Linked DNA regions of Rattus norvegicus: region 2 is linked to region 1. Evidence: chromatin contacts called from public Hi-C data. All regions are on one chromosome and are shown on one strand. The core of a region is the stretch at or near the end of the contact, and the rest is flanking DNA. Distances in the headings are between cores, read along the strand shown.

Region 1 (7,799 bases), core at 3,813-6,312:
TGTAGGTTGATTAGATGAGCTCTCGTGCGTCGGAAACCTGACTACTTTCCAACAACTTGATTTCACAAATGGAAAAACAGCATCTGTTTTCCCGCAGCTTCACATATGGCGATCATTGTTGCTAAGACAAGCTAAAGCAGGTAGTCCATGTGATTGTGCCCCTCTGGAGTGCTGCAGCCTCCTGGGACCAGATTACACTGGTCTGCTGTGAAGGACTCTGACTCCCCAGGCAGTAGAAAGTGCATATTTAATCAACATATGCAAAACATCCCTATGAACAGCAAATTACAGAGGAAATAATCAAATGCAATATTTACCACCTCTGTGTTTACAGTGGGCTGATTTGGATAGGTAGTCCTCATGCCACACACAGCTAGGATGACTGCTAAGGAAGAACATCAGCCATTTGCGTACAGAGTCAAAAAAGCCAAACTGTTTGTTTATGCACAAGAAGTATGGTGGAGACGAGAGAGAAGCTCTGTACAATTTGACTATGCAGTACTCTCTTCCTAGATGCTTTCCTGTGTTTTACACCATCTGTGTAAATACTACACATCAAATTATTGGCCCATTTTAGGGGGGAAAGGTCAGGAAGCTGAACTACAACTCCTGTTTGTCCCTTCCAAGATCATTGTTTGTGTCTTAATGGTCAGATGATTAGCAGCAATAAAACGAAATCCCAGAAGAATCCAACAGCCAAGTGTCTTGCAAACTGACTTTTTCCTCTCCGTATCCTTCTTCCTTTCCTCCTTGCTCTCCCTCTCTCCCCTCTTCCTCTCCCTCTCCTTCCCTCCCCCTCCTCTGTCTCTCTCTCTCTCTGTCTCTCTCCCTCTCTGTCCCTGTGTGTGTATGTGTGTGTGTGTATGTGTGTGTGTGTGTGTGTGTGTGTGTGTGTGTGTGCGCCCGCGCGCGCGTTCCCCTTTTAAATTGTTCTACCAATGGCTTTAACCCTGATTTGAAAGAATGCAATCCTATACATTACAAAAAGCCGTTGGAATGTAACAGCTCGTAAACACATAGTCACTTATCAGGAACGCTCAGCACAGCCCTACACAGCTCATAGTAGATTAGAGCTAGAAAATCTGAAAATCTGAAAGTGCTTAAGCTTTATTATGTTAATTTGTAGTCCTAACTTACAATTTGAAATTTTTTAGAGATGTCCTTTTTTAGACACCAGCTTTATTCTAAAAATCCAAGGTGATGGTAAATTTGGAGCATTGCAGTCTTTTGGGACATTTGATTACCAAGAAATATAGGGAGAAGGCAAAGACTGAAGGTACAATGACAGATTGAATGTTACAAAAGTACATGAATCAGAAAGAAGTCACAAGGAAGACAGTGGCGGTATCTTAGTTTTTAGCAAAGCTAAGGACTAAGAATCCCACAGAGATGGAGGGGAATGAGGAGGTACCTGCCAACTGTGTGCTCCATGACTTGAACCCTTACAGTACACAACTGAGATGTGGAGATGTTGAACTTAATATGACTCAGAATAGCAGCACAACTAGACCCTTCAGGCAGGTCCTTCCCTGTGAGCACTGCACATGTATTTCAGTAGCTGGGAAGACTGTACTCAGATTCTATTCACCTCAGAACACACCGAAGGTTTCTATCTTGGACATTGTCTCTTCATTCGTTTGTTCTTGCTCCCTTCATTGTTTGTCTATTGAAATGGTGTCTTAATACATAGCCCACTTTGGTAAAATATACACCGCCATCCCCATTGCTGTGGTTTGTTTCTACAGTCAATGGAGATAGTAAAATATTAGAGAATTCCAGAAAGAAATAATCCCCAAGTTTTAAATCATTTTATATTGTTACAATGTTACAATTGTTTTGTTTCACATTACTAAATTTTTACTGTATTATTACTTTTATTATCAGAGGTGTGCATGTGTAGGGAAAACTATACCATATGTACTAGAACCATCTGTTCTTTCATGGTATGTTGGAGAGTCTCAAAAGGTATTTCCATTTCCACTGCCATGTGAATTTAAGACACCTATTTCTTATATTTTAAAAACAATAGCAGGGGCTGGAGAGATGGCTCAGTGGTTAAGAGCACTGACCTCTCTTCCCAAGGTCCTGCGTTCAATTCCCAGCAACAACATTGTGGCTCACAACTGTCTGTAATGGGATCTGATGCCTTCTTTCGGTATGTCTAAAAGACGATGATAATGTCCTCACATATATAAATAAATAAATCTTTAAAAAACAAGAATAAATAAAATTGTATTTTATATATATGAATGTTTGCCTGCATGTGTGTATATGAACCATGTGTGTGCAGTATCCATGGAGGCAAGATGTATGTGTCAGATCTCCTGGAACTGGTGTTACAGATGGTCATCACCTGCCAAATAGGTATTGCAAATGGAACCACTGTCCTCTGAAAGTGTAGCAGGTGCCCTTAACCTATAATCCATCTCTCCAGCACAAATAAATCTATTTATTTATTAGTATTTTTAACTGTATAGTACGAAGACTTAACTTGAAATAGTGTAGTACACTAGAGACCCAAGAGGGGAAAACGGTTTGCAGATAGTCCTACAACCACATTTAACTGAATGCAGAGCATCTGAAATTTCTGTATAGTTTTATTTAAGCTTTGTTCAATCAACAGGAATTTTTAGACCTCTGAAGTAGGGTCAATAATTCTACTCTAGGATCAATCATTTAGTCATTTATCCAATCGACCACAGATTAACCATTTGTCCAGTCTTTGCCAGAATCAATCTTCATTTGGACACTAAAGAGTGTTCTGAAATCTTTTCTGATGAAATGTTCAAAATCAAGGTAAATGATGTAATGTGAGACTTGAAAGTGGACATTTTAGTCTCTTGTATAATTTTTATGGTAGAACTAGCTATACTGTAGGCATATAATATAATTCAGTGGTGGTTTATAGAGCTCATGATTGTCAATACCTTTTTGGTTCTGGAAATGCAAAGATTATTGGAGTGTATTAGGTGTTAAAAGAGAACAAGGTTAATATAACTGACTGAAGGTGTAAACCCAAGATAAACAGTTTAACAATGTCAAAAGAATATATATATTCACACAAGGACTCTGCTCCTGATCTTAAAGGCTATGCAGGTCTGTGTTTCACAATATATGTGATGAACCTTGTGGAAGTTGAACAAATATGTTGACTCCAAAGCCATTGATATATATTCACTCCAGAGATTGTTTTTCTGAGTTCAAGTAAAAATGAAAACCTTAAAGTCGACTAAATTACTCTTACTTAAAAGAAATAAGTTCTTTAATGGTTACTTACAAATTTGGTAGCCTTAAGGGTTTTGTTCTCCAAAAGAATTACATTTGTGGTGGCAACTGGGGGAAATACATGATCATAATGATTCAAAACTTTGCAAATATGTACAAAAAATGGCTTGTTATTTCTAGCACTATGAAGGCCATGGAGCCATTCTCCTGTTTTTCCCTTGAACTCCTTTGTAAGGCACCTCTGGGTAATGATCTGCCCAGGGATCTGTTAGCTTATTACAGTAGATACCACCATATCACTAAGCAACATCCCAACCTCCCAGAAAAGCTTGCTGGTGCCAGAAAATCAGGACATATCTAATTTTTAAGTCAAATAACTCCAAAGATATGGTATTATGTCATTTTATGAAAGCAGAGCCTCAGAAACAAAATTAGTCTTCAAAATCCATTTCTTCCCTAGAATGTTGTGCTGAAGAGGGCTTCACATGTAGCAGCTACCATCACTTATTGTAAAACATTCAAAAAAAGGAGTGATGACTATACTATAGATTTTTAATTACCTACCCGGGGAAACACCTCTTAATAAAAAGAGGGTCCCTCCATTGAACTGCCTGAGGATCCAGCTATACCTCTCTTGGGCATATACCCAAAAGATGACCCAACATATAAAAAAGACACATGCTCCACTATGTTCATCGCAGCCTTATTTATAATATCCAGAAGCTGGAAAGAACCCAGATGCCCTTCAACAGAGGAATGGATACAGAAAATGTGGTACATCTACACAATGTAATATTACTCAGCTATCAAAAACAATGACTTTATGAAATTCGTAGGCAAATGGTTGGAACTGGAAAATATCATCCTGAGTGAAGTAACCCAATCACAGAAAAACACACATGGTATGCACTCATTGATAAGTGGCTATTAGCCCAAATGCTTGAATTACCCTAGATGCCTAGAACAAATGAAACTCAAGACGGATGATCAAAATGTGAATGCTTCACTCCTTCTTTAAAAGGGGAACAAGAATACCCTTGACAGGGAATAGAGAGGCAAAGATTAAAACAGACACAGAAGGAACACCAATTCAGAGCCTGCCCCACATGTGGCCCATACATATACAGCCACCCAATTAGACAAGATGGATGAAGCAAAGAAGTGCAGACCGACAGGAGCCGGATGTAGATCGCTCCTGAGAGACACAGCCAGAATACAGCAAACACAGGGGCGAATGCCAGCAGCAAACCACGGAACTGAGAATAGGACCCCCGTTGAAGGAATCAGAGAAAGAACTGGAAGAGCTTGAAGGGGCTTGAGACCCCATATGTACAACAATGCCAAGCAACCAGAGTTTCCAGGGACTAAGCCACTACCTAAAGACTATACATGGACTGACCCTGGACTCTGACCTCATAGGTAGCAATGAATATCCTAGTAAGAGCACCAGTGGAAGGGGAAGCCCTGGGTCCTGCTAAGACTGAACCCCCAGTGAACTAGATTGTTGGGGGGAGGGTGGCAATGGGGGGAGGATGGGGAGGGGAACAACCATAAAGAAGGGGAGGGAGACGGATTAGGGGGATGTTTGCCCGGAAACCGGGAAAGGGAATAACACTCGAAATGTATATAAGAAATACTCAAGTTAATAAAAAAAAAAAAAAAAGAGGGTCCCTCTTAGTGAAGAGAGATCTTTCATAACATGGGGAAAATCAATGGCTTTGGAGTCAACATATTTGTTTGACTTCCACAAGGTTCTTCAGATAATATTGTGAAACACAGACATGACATAGCCTTTAAACTCTGGAGCAGAGTCCTTGTGTAACCAGAAGGTTCTGTCACATGGAAAATTTCTTTGCAGACACTTAGGCATTGCGTATCAGCTTTGCGATTTACTGGGTTCTAGCTAGTGATCATGGTTCCATCGCTGAATCTTTTAAAACCTTATCTTTTTTCCTCCTATGAAGCAGTGGCAGTTTCTCATAAGCTCATTGTCAAAACTGAATAGTAGGAAAAGGATCAGCTCATTTGCCGTAAAGGGGATGTTTGGTATATGATAGATAGGCACTTCTTTCAATATTGTTCTTGTGTTGAATTAAATCACCAGAAAACAAATATCAATACTTGGGTGTCATGAATGTTTGCAAGGAATTCCTTAGGAAAATAAGTGTCTAGGTAACTTCTCTCTGACATAGGCAGGAGGCATGCTTGAGTAGAGAAGGCTGGAGAGATAGCAGTCTTCTGTGGTAAAGAAAGCATGTTTACTGATGAGGCTGCTAGAGTTCTTAGTTGTGGTGTGGCCAAAAAGCAACAGACTGAGGACCCCGTATGTATCTAGGACAGACTGATATGCTTTGCTTGTGTTTTTTTCTTTAGGCAGTACCAACTAATCCCTCACCTCACTCCAGGCTTTGTTTTTACTTTCTCCTCTTAGGAACTTGGTATGTTATCTTCACATTTATCTTAGATGCATGACTTATTTTTTTCTGTTTTTCTAACATCTTTTAACCATGATTGAAATGCAATTTTTGGTCACTTTATGTTGAATAATTTAAACACATTTTGTACAACAAAAAGTGAATGGGGAAGAAATAGCCATACAGAAAAAATATATTACAAAGTTTTCTATCTAGGAAAACTGAAATGAGACAAAGAAAAATTAAAATGTTGATGGAAAAATTGAGATCAGAGCTCAATCATCAAAGGTAAATGAAGCTTGTAATTTAACAATCAAGAAGAATAAACACATCAGAACAAAATGCTTTTGCTTATAAAATCAAAAATATCAAGTAAAAGAAAAGCAATTACTAAGACCAAGCTTTTCTTGCAATGATGACGATACTTCAGTATTGCCAAATGTATAAATAAAAATGGAAATTCCAGTTAATGATTTTTAATTACTCTCTTATAACTGATGCCAAATATATATTAACAAACAGCCGAATGATTGACTGAATGTTTTGCTTTTCATCTGTATGCTTGGTGTCATGTAGATAAATACTCAATCTAAGAAGTATATTAAGAAATCGTGGAGCAAAACAGTTAGAATTATAAAGGATTTTTAAAGACCCTGTCTTCACAGATAAATACCCTGGATAAATCCCCAAATCAACACATCCATCTGCACCTGTTAGCATCATTTTTAGCTCTTTCTTGTGCTTTCTCTGCATTATTATGTCTTTCTTGAACTCTTTCATATTCTCAGTTTTCTCATATTTAAGATTTAATGTCATTAGTAGGTATTCATTAATCAAACTCCAAATGCAGATAGAATAACCAAAACATGTCTGTAAAATGTGGTCAAACATTTTTAGCAAAGCACAAATAATAAAATGAAACTATAGCTTATGGACATGGATTGCAAAACAGAAAACTTCATATATAGCATGTATATATATGTGTGTGTGTATGTGTGTGTATATGTATGTGTGTATATATGTATGTGTGTGTATGTGTATGTGTTTGTATATGTATATGATATGTAAGTATATAAAGGATAGTTTGGACTGTGGGTAATCCAGTGGTAGTAAATATTAAGTCTGCCATCTCTTTGAAGCACTGAAAATTTCATTTTGGAGGAAAAAGAAAAGCTAAGAAACATAACACTTCCTTTTACTTCTCCTCCTCTTTTCCTTTCTTTCATTGGTGCATTCCTTGGGCAAGAAGCCCCTGTTCTAAGATGTCCTCCTTATATTTCACCATTTGGTGTCATTTGCACATTTTTTATTGGTAAAAGATTTTGAGGGTCAGAAATTACTTTTGCTTGTGAGTTTTCCACCATGAATCAACCTCTGCAATGAGATGCAATGAGACCCTTCCTTTTCTATTGTTTTAGGGACAGGACCTCCTTATGTAGCATGGAATAATTTAATTTTAAGCATGTCATGAAGTTGTCTAACTTCACATTGGTGATTCCCCCAGTCTCAGTTTCATGAATGCTGGGGGAATTTGTATTACCACACCTTGATGCAAAAATTTTAACTATATTTAAGTGTACTTACAATGAAAGAATCCAGAAACTCTACTTGTACATCACACTTTAAAACTAAAGTGAAATTGTATGCAATGAACAACAATATGCAAGGAGTCACCTCCCTACACGGTGCCACAAACTACAGATGACCTTGCAGCATTTATGCTTGACATTGGTGTACTTTTGTGATCGAATATTTGCCAGAAATGTTACTGGTAGTTTAGGGAAAGTGAAATGTGTTATTTCTTTAACCTGAAGGAATGGTGTTATGAATTGGTTGAGGGAGGACGATTCAAAGCACAGATGCTATCTGCTGTCAGCATCAGCTACTTAGTCTTTGCTGTAGGGGAGCTACACAGATGTCAGTTTCTCTGTTGTACCACCCGTTTTATATTCAGTATAGGTGTCTTAGTCACTTTTCAATTGTGGTGAAACATCATTACCAAGGTATCTATCAAGAAATAGTTTGCTTGAGACTTACAGTTTTAAAGAGTTGGAGCCCATAATCATCATAGCAGGGAGCACGGCAGCAGGCATGGTGCTAGAGCAGTAGCAGAGAGTTTATATTCTTGACAATAACCATATGGTAGAGAGCTATAACTGG
Region 2 (7,799 bases), core at 3,766-6,265, 65 kb before region 1:
TTCAAAGTTTCACATTGTCTACAGAGGTCACAAAGAACATGAAAGTCGGACATGTGGCAGATTTGTTTCTATAACAGGTCAAAAAGAATGATGGAAATTCAGCTAACATAGGTAATTTTAGTGAATTGAGTCTCAGCATAGAGGCTGGGTTATTGTGTGACTTCTTTAGGAACAAAGTGCGGAATGTCAGAATCTGATTTTAAGGCTGTTAAAGATGGTGTTCTCTGAAGCCAAATGCAAATTCTTACCTGAACCCAAATGTAAATTCTTCCTGCTTCTTTTCTAATCCAAATTCAATAAAAACATTTTAGAGGAAGGAAAGGAGGATGTAAAGGATAAAGAAAAAATGTGGCTAATAACGTTATTTTTTAAGCATGAAGCTTATAATTAGACTGTCCTATTTAACTAAGAATAATGATGCTTCTGTAGGGCGACCTTCTGTTTTGTTGAAATCTGTATCTTTTTATTCCACTGTAAAGATGTTACAATGTCTTATTTGACATTTCCTTCATATACTCAAACCACTCATACTTTGAAAAAATTAGCACTGTGAAAATGTTTGTCATTTTATTGGAAGAGAATTATTCTGTGTACAATAAAAGGTTTCATAATGTAGAAGTCTTGAACTGAAACAATTGCTTGTGTACTTCCACACAGAGAGTCCTAGCCAGGAAAGTGAGGCTGGGCACTGTGCACAGCAATGTTTGACGAAGAGGAGTAGCTCGCAGATGTCATGCACAGAGGAACTCACCAATGGGATGGGCAATAGGTGCTCACACATAGCACACCTGGAACAGGTCTTGGTTGTACCACCTTGTTAGCCTAGTAACTCTCCTATGAACAGGATTTCCATGCAAAACCACACAGGCATATAGGTAAAGGTAAAAATCAAAATTTAACTCAAAGTCGTATTTTCTATGTCTCAATGTGTTTATTATAGCAGAGATCAGAGATCCCTTTTCTCAAGAAAGCTAGGAAGCTTGAATATTTGATTCATACCATTGGCAAAGCATTAAAACACCTTTTAACATGATTTGATAATTTTACATACAATGTATTTTATTTATATAACTTCCTAATCACACTTTTGCTATTTTATAAACTTTATCACAAAAATTTCAAATAACAAAATCACACGTGAAAATGAATCAGATCCAAAGTCTAGACATCTCAAAGAACTCCTGCACAGTTTGGAGATTCTACAGCTATGGGGCTTCGTACTGGGCTTTACCCTTTCACTCTCGAATGTAGACTACATATTTCTCCACCATGAAAACCAATTAATTAAAACTAGAAAATCCATTGGTGTTATATCCTCTTTTATAACCCTAGTCTATTACCTGTGTTCTGTTCTTCCTCATCCCAGTATTTAGCCTTTCCTGTTCTCTTTTCTGCATGTTTGATTGCTGTGTTAAATGACTAAATACTAAGCCTTATTATTAAGACGAGAAAGTTCCACAGGCCTCTGTCTGCTGTATAAAAGGAGAGAACTGCAGTTTTATGAGGTAACTTGGTCGGTATCTAGCTACTAGAGACTAGCAACACTTACCTGAAAAGTAATGATGGCCTTAGTTTAGCACTAAATGATTTAGCCCAGAATGGCTTAAAAACACAGACTGGTCATCTGGCCACGACACTAATATAGGAATTTTGTTTAGCTCATGGACGCAAGGAACATAGCCAGCAGGGCTGGTAGAGGTCATGCCATGAAGCAGAGCCTGAGGTGAAAGAGCACTGCTTACCTGCGAAGAGCCAGGCACTCCGTCATTTTAATAGCACACTAATTCCAAAAAGTTTTAGCACTCACGGCCTTGAAGCTTAATTACTCTCATTTATCTTGCTAATAAATGATGCTAGAGCTTACAAAAGCCAGTGATTTGCAAGTGGTAAGTCATTAAGTGAATGTGGGTGCATAGTAATATGGGAACAACCTCGGCACCTGGTGCCAAAAGTGAACCCAGGGTACCAAACTAACAAATCACAGTGCCTGCCATGCAGTGGCGACTCTCTCACAGTCTCTCCCCAGAACTGGCTGAGAACACATTTTTTGGCACATGTAACTTTGGTACCTAAATATTAACATCCATAGAGACTAATAAAAACGAGAAATAATTCTGAGATTGAGATCTGGGAAGGGCAGGTTTGGCTTTAGCCATGTTGAAATCCCTGAAGGATAGTAGAAATGAATATACAGCATTGATGAGAATTTCTACATAATGGCGATCCTAAACTCCAATATCAGACTGAGTGTGGGAGCTCATTAGGGCTCATGCGGATTAATGACTTGCCAAGGTTGAAGGAAAAGTTCGAAGGATAAGGTAGCTTTGCACTGCTTGGGTTCAGTTCTGGATGCTATGTGGGAACCCTGTTTGGTAAATTAATGAGTGCCTGCTCTTTCTTAAACTACTGGTTACTAGAAAAGGAGCTAAAATCTTAGCTGTTTGAAACTAACCCACACTACAGACCTCTTTTACAGAGATATCTAGATTTTACTCTTAATCATGACTCTATTTCCAGGCTCTGGGGGAAAGACACACAGTTACATATGGTGAGCATTAGTTTGAAGTGGCCTGTTTGCTTTTGCTAAGTCCTCTCATTAAATTTCCTGGATGGCTTCCTATCCAGCTTAATCTGCTAAATCTGAAGTTTGCTCAGGTGTTTAATGTGAAGAATTTTAAAAGCAGGCAAATAGCCCCCAGTGCTAGAACAAAACACAAGAACCAGCTAGGAACCTTGTGTGTTCTAGGTGAGGTTAGAGAGCTGATGAGCAGAGGGTGAACTGCGATAAGCATGATAAAGAAGAAATAAAAGAAAAAAAAATCCAAAACAAGTAGGGCTGTTCCCAAAAGTCCCACAGAAAACAGGGAGGGCTGCCCTGAGCCCTGAAAGCACAATGTCAGTGCAGTGCTGGGAAAGTGTGGTGATGAAAACACTGAACAGTTCTGCCACACTTTGCTCTGTGAAAAGCCTGCCCTTGGACTAAGAACACATTGTATCCTGTGTTCCCACTAAACAGAAACTCTCACTACTACAACCTTGAATTTGATTCGGAGGACTAGGAATGTGATGTCATTTGTCCAGGACACAGATAGTAAATGGGAGAAGCCAGATTAGTAATGGGAAACGAGAGGTACAGTATGCAGTTATTCACTCTAGGAAGTGATCCTCTGAGGAGGAACTGCTATCAGAGAAACTCTTTCCTGAAGTTAATTGCAAGCAAGAGACTTTCCCCTAACTCTGACAATTCAGTTGTCTAGTGTTTCTTTCCCTTTTTTCAATAATTTTATTTTTCTTGGATATTTTATGTATTTACATTTCAAATCATATCCCCTTTCCTCCTGCTTCCCTTTCCCTGCCCCCTGCCCCTGCTTCTATGAGGATGCTCCCACTTCCACCCACCCACTCCAACCACAATGCCCTGGCATTACCCTACGTTGGGGAAACAAGCCTTCACGGACCAAGGGCTTTTCCTCCTATTGATGCTGGACAATGCCATCCTCTGGTACACATGTGGCTGGAGCCATGGATCCCTCCATGTGTACTCACTGGTTGGTCGTTTAGTCCCTGGGAGCTCTGGTGGTGTTTGGTTGGTTGATATTGTTGTACTTCCTATGGTGTTGCAAACCCCTTTGGCCCCTTCAGTTTTTTCTCTAGCTCTTCCATTGGGGTCCCCTTGTTTAGTCCAATGGTTAGCTGCAACCATACTCATCTGTATCAGTAGGGCTCTGGCAGAGTCTCTCAGGAGGCACCCATATCTGGCTCATGTTAGCAAGCACTTCTTGGCATCAGCAATAGTGACTGGGTTTGGGGGCTGCATATGAGATGGATCCCCATGTGCAGCAGTCTCTGGATGACCTTTCCTTCAGTCCCTGATCCACCCTTTTTTATTTTTCCGGAGCTGAGGACTGAATCCAGGGCCTTGCACTTGCTAGGTAAGCGCTCTACCACTGAGCTAAATCCCCAACCCCTCCACTCTTTATCCCTGTATTTCCTCTGGTGAGTATTTTGTTCTCCCTTCTAAGAAGGAATAAAGCATCCACATTTTGGTCTTCCTTCTTCTTGGGTTTCATTGATTTGTGAATTTTTTCCTTAGGTATTCAAAGCCTTAAGACACCAAGACAGAGCTCATGGTCACATAGAGGAATCTTTTGATAGATTCCATTCGCGCAGAGTTCACTGTCAGTCTCTGAATAAATCACCCGGAGGCTGTAAAAAATAAAATCCTAACTAAAAGGATACCTCCAATAATATCATACTGAACACTCATTGTGAAAAAGCAACACACTTGGTGGTTAACGTAATTCATTCCATGTACTCTACATAATGCTGTGATGTGGATATAACAAGACTTTATAGGTCAGGAAATAAAACCTGGATAAGTTAAAACAGCTTGGTTGGACATCCACAGTAAATGACAGTACTGGATTTATACAGGCAGTGTATGGAGCAAGCATGGCACTGCTGTGACTGAACAGTTATTGAAAGAAAAATGTGACTCCAGAACAGGAAAAATGTAAGAAGTTATGATGTTGAATAAACCTTGAGAAACCCTCTAGATACCAGAGACATCAGTATCCCACACAACTTCTTCTCAGTATATATGGAGTATGAACTCCATAATCCTCCACAAATACCAAAGTAGAGACTACTTAAATCCTTCATACAACATTGTATCTACATAGAACTTGTACACAGCCTCATGTTTCATTTCAGTCATATTTATAGTGCTTCTGTAAGGGTCTGTGATTCACTGAAGAATAATACCCCTGACTCACATAGTAAGCAAAGCAAAGAGGATTTATTGTTCAGAGATATAGCATGCAGGGTCCCACCGTACATTAGGATGGAGGACAGATGTAAGTTTTGCAGGCACAATTTAAAGTCTAATAGGGAAGAAGCAGGTGACTTTTACCTTTCTTTCCCTGGATTGATTGGCTTTATCTTCAGGGTACCTTCAGGATTGGTCAAGGTTCTGGGGAGTTCAGTCTTTTCAGAACTGTTGCTGATTAACTATTACTGTCTCAGGCCAGGTGGGGTGGAAGCTCCTGGCAGCTCCTGATTGGCTTCTCATAGGGTTGGGTTTTCCCCCGCTGAAATTGACTTCTTTTGGACTTTTCTAGTTCTGGGAAACAGAAACCTAGGTCTAGTATCCGAAACTGCCAGTTTACAATCTGTCATGGAGTCAACCTGGCTCTGGCTAACGAGTCCTCTCACTTAGACACCCAATGCAATTTAAATACTATGTAAACAGTAGCATTGTTTAGGGAATAATGAAAAAATATACTCATTTATTCCATGTAGGGTGTGAATATTTTCTATCCACAGTTGGTTGAATTCATATCAGCTCTAGAATGCCTGAGTATTTGGTTCTGTCTGGTCTCCTGGCCAAACAGAGCTGCTTTTCTTGATTATGGTCATATGCCCAAAATTTCAGTGTAGTGAATGATGTTGAAACATGCCAGACATTCTTCCTTTCTGGTGAGAATCATTTCAAATAAAATTTATCATAGGATATTCTCTGTAGAGCAAGAACAAAAAGGGAGAAAGGGATGACTACTCCAAGCAGTCTGTCATATGTACAGTAACTTGTTTGATTCATTCCAAATAAAAATAATAAAACAATTAGAGTCTATCAGACTAGAAAGATTGAATTATTTCTGTTCTTGCAGTAGTAAATAATGTACAAAAATTTTTTTATATAGAAAAAATCTATCAAAGAGCATGCAACTTAAAATATAGGGGGAATAGTTGTGTACTAGACATTTAGTACAAAAATTATAAATTTATGAAAAATATATGCAATAACGGCATACAATATAATGGTTTGACTTTGCTTTTATAGGTATGAATTTTACATTATCTGACAGGTTTTAAGCAGTCATATTTCTTAAATTTTCTTTCTCCAGTATTGTTTTGGCTACTAAAAATGACAAAAATGTTTATGTGTCTTCATATATTATATATACATGTACAAGTGCATACACATATAAAATAAATCAAGTATTTCTACGACAAATCCCAGTTGATGTTTAACTTTTTTTAAATACGTTACTCGGTTGGACTTTTTCCTCTTAGGTTGAGAGTTTTTAAGTCTATAAGGCATATTTTTCTTACTTATTTTGATATTGCCATTATCCAGCTTTGATATAAAGGATATAGTTTATAAAGTTTGTCCCACCGTTTTACTTTTTTGTAGATTTTAAGTAGTCTTGGAGATCCCTCTTTCTTTATTTAAAGATTTGGTAAGTTTACCTGTTAGATGTTGTAGGGCTAGAGTCCTGGTCCTCCTCATTGGACTTCTTTGTTTGTTTTCATTATATGTCTTTATTGCTTCTTGAAATAGTTGCAATACTTGGCATTTTTATTTTTAAAATAAAAATAATATTCCATATTATTGATTTACCTCTTTTGTTTAAACTATTTATTCCATTTTCTAGGAATAAATTTTTTCTAGAAGTTCAGAAGAGGGATCCTACTTTTATTCCTGGTTGTAATCATTTGAAATAGCTTTCTTTTATTCTATAGTTTAACTAAAGATTTCTCAATTTATCCAATGTTTTCAAAAAACCAATCTTTGGTTTTATTATTCACTTAAAATTTTGCATAGCTTATTTGCTTATTTGTTTGTTTATGCTATATTCATGTACTTTCATCTCTATAAGATCCACTCTTCTTTCTTTTATTGCTGTTTGTAAAATTCTATTCTTGATCATGTATAGTCACTGAATTCATTGTTCAGTTTTCTCGGTGGTCAGCTAGTAATTAAACAGATTTCCTTCAAAGTTCAGAAAAGTAAAAAAGCCTCCCTTTCCAGGCTCTTCTGTTTTTACTGGGGTGCACCTTTGATTCCTCATAAATTACAGCCCTTCTTTAGCGCTTACTGTCTTCCTGCATGAAAATCAAGCTGAATCAGTCCCTTCTGACCACACACACAGCCTTGGACATTGTTTGTTCTTCTTGAATTCCAAGAATATAACAAAGCCTCTCAAATTTTGTACAAAACCATCTTGCTCTTCGCCCTTTCCTTCCTATGTCTAGTGTGTGTGTGTGTGTGTGTGTGCGTGTGTGTGTGTGTGTGTCTGTGTGTGTGTGTTCCACATGTTAAGTTGCTGCTTTTGGCAGCTACAACTGAAACATTCACATGTAAATATTTTCAACAATACACTCACCTTAGCTTCTAACCCTCCTTAGACACTACTCATTGTTTCTGTGGAATGCCTGGAGTTCTGTGGTGGAGCTCTGAGCCACCCTGGTTAAAACAAATGATAATGATTCTTAGCTAACACAGCCTTCTGCTTTCCCCAATCATGCAAGATTACTGAAAATTTCAAGTCTACCATTAAGGCAAGGGCTTTGAGAGTGGGTTTAGGATGAGTTAAGGTATCATGAATCTTAACTCATTATTCTCATCAACAAATAGGACTTTTTCTTGAATTGAGTAATTTCTGCATTGTTATAAGCTTTTGACTAGTGTTTAAGTTTAACAAAAGTTTATTTCTTCATATTTTGTTAATATCTTATTGCTTTTGTAAATTAGAAGACCTTTGGAGCAACTATATCATCTGATTTCATTACCATAGCTTCTTTTGTACCTAGTTGTATATATTTATATCAATATAATATTCCTTTACCTAAGTAAAGCCAAGTCACACAGGACAGTTGAAAATTGTGGATGGTATTCTTTGAGGAACAATGCACAATCATAGGATGGAATTCAGTTTTGAGGTCAGGGGATTAAAGAAGAGATTTAAATGTCCTCACAGAAAAATTAAACTCGATCAAAAGAGATAGGAGATAGT

Evidence for each region. A called contact is a pair of places that touch in the nucleus more often than the background predicts.
Region 2: a Hi-C map of liver shows a contact between it and region 1, with 2.0 times the contacts expected there. The contact joins two enhancer-like sites. A contact is called at or near these places in 2 of 12 Hi-C or Micro-C datasets (both in liver).

Annotation. Positions count from the first base shown.
Region 1 is chr2:102,808,249-102,816,047 of GRCr8, reverse strand. No RefSeq gene overlaps it. Among named protein-coding and RNA genes, the nearest start is that of Rpl30l3, 180 kb to the right of the region's middle. Within about 2 kb of position 5,062, at least 2 of the 93 cell types and tissues checked have an H3K27ac peak or open chromatin away from gene starts, as enhancers often do. A contact at or near this core is called in liver, where this site is marked.
Region 2 is chr2:102,873,512-102,881,310 of GRCr8, reverse strand. No RefSeq gene overlaps it. Among named protein-coding and RNA genes, the nearest start is that of Rpl30l3, 240 kb to the right of the region's middle. Within about 2 kb of position 5,015, at least 1 of the 93 cell types and tissues checked has an H3K27ac peak or open chromatin away from gene starts, as enhancers often do. A contact at or near this core is called in liver, where this site is marked.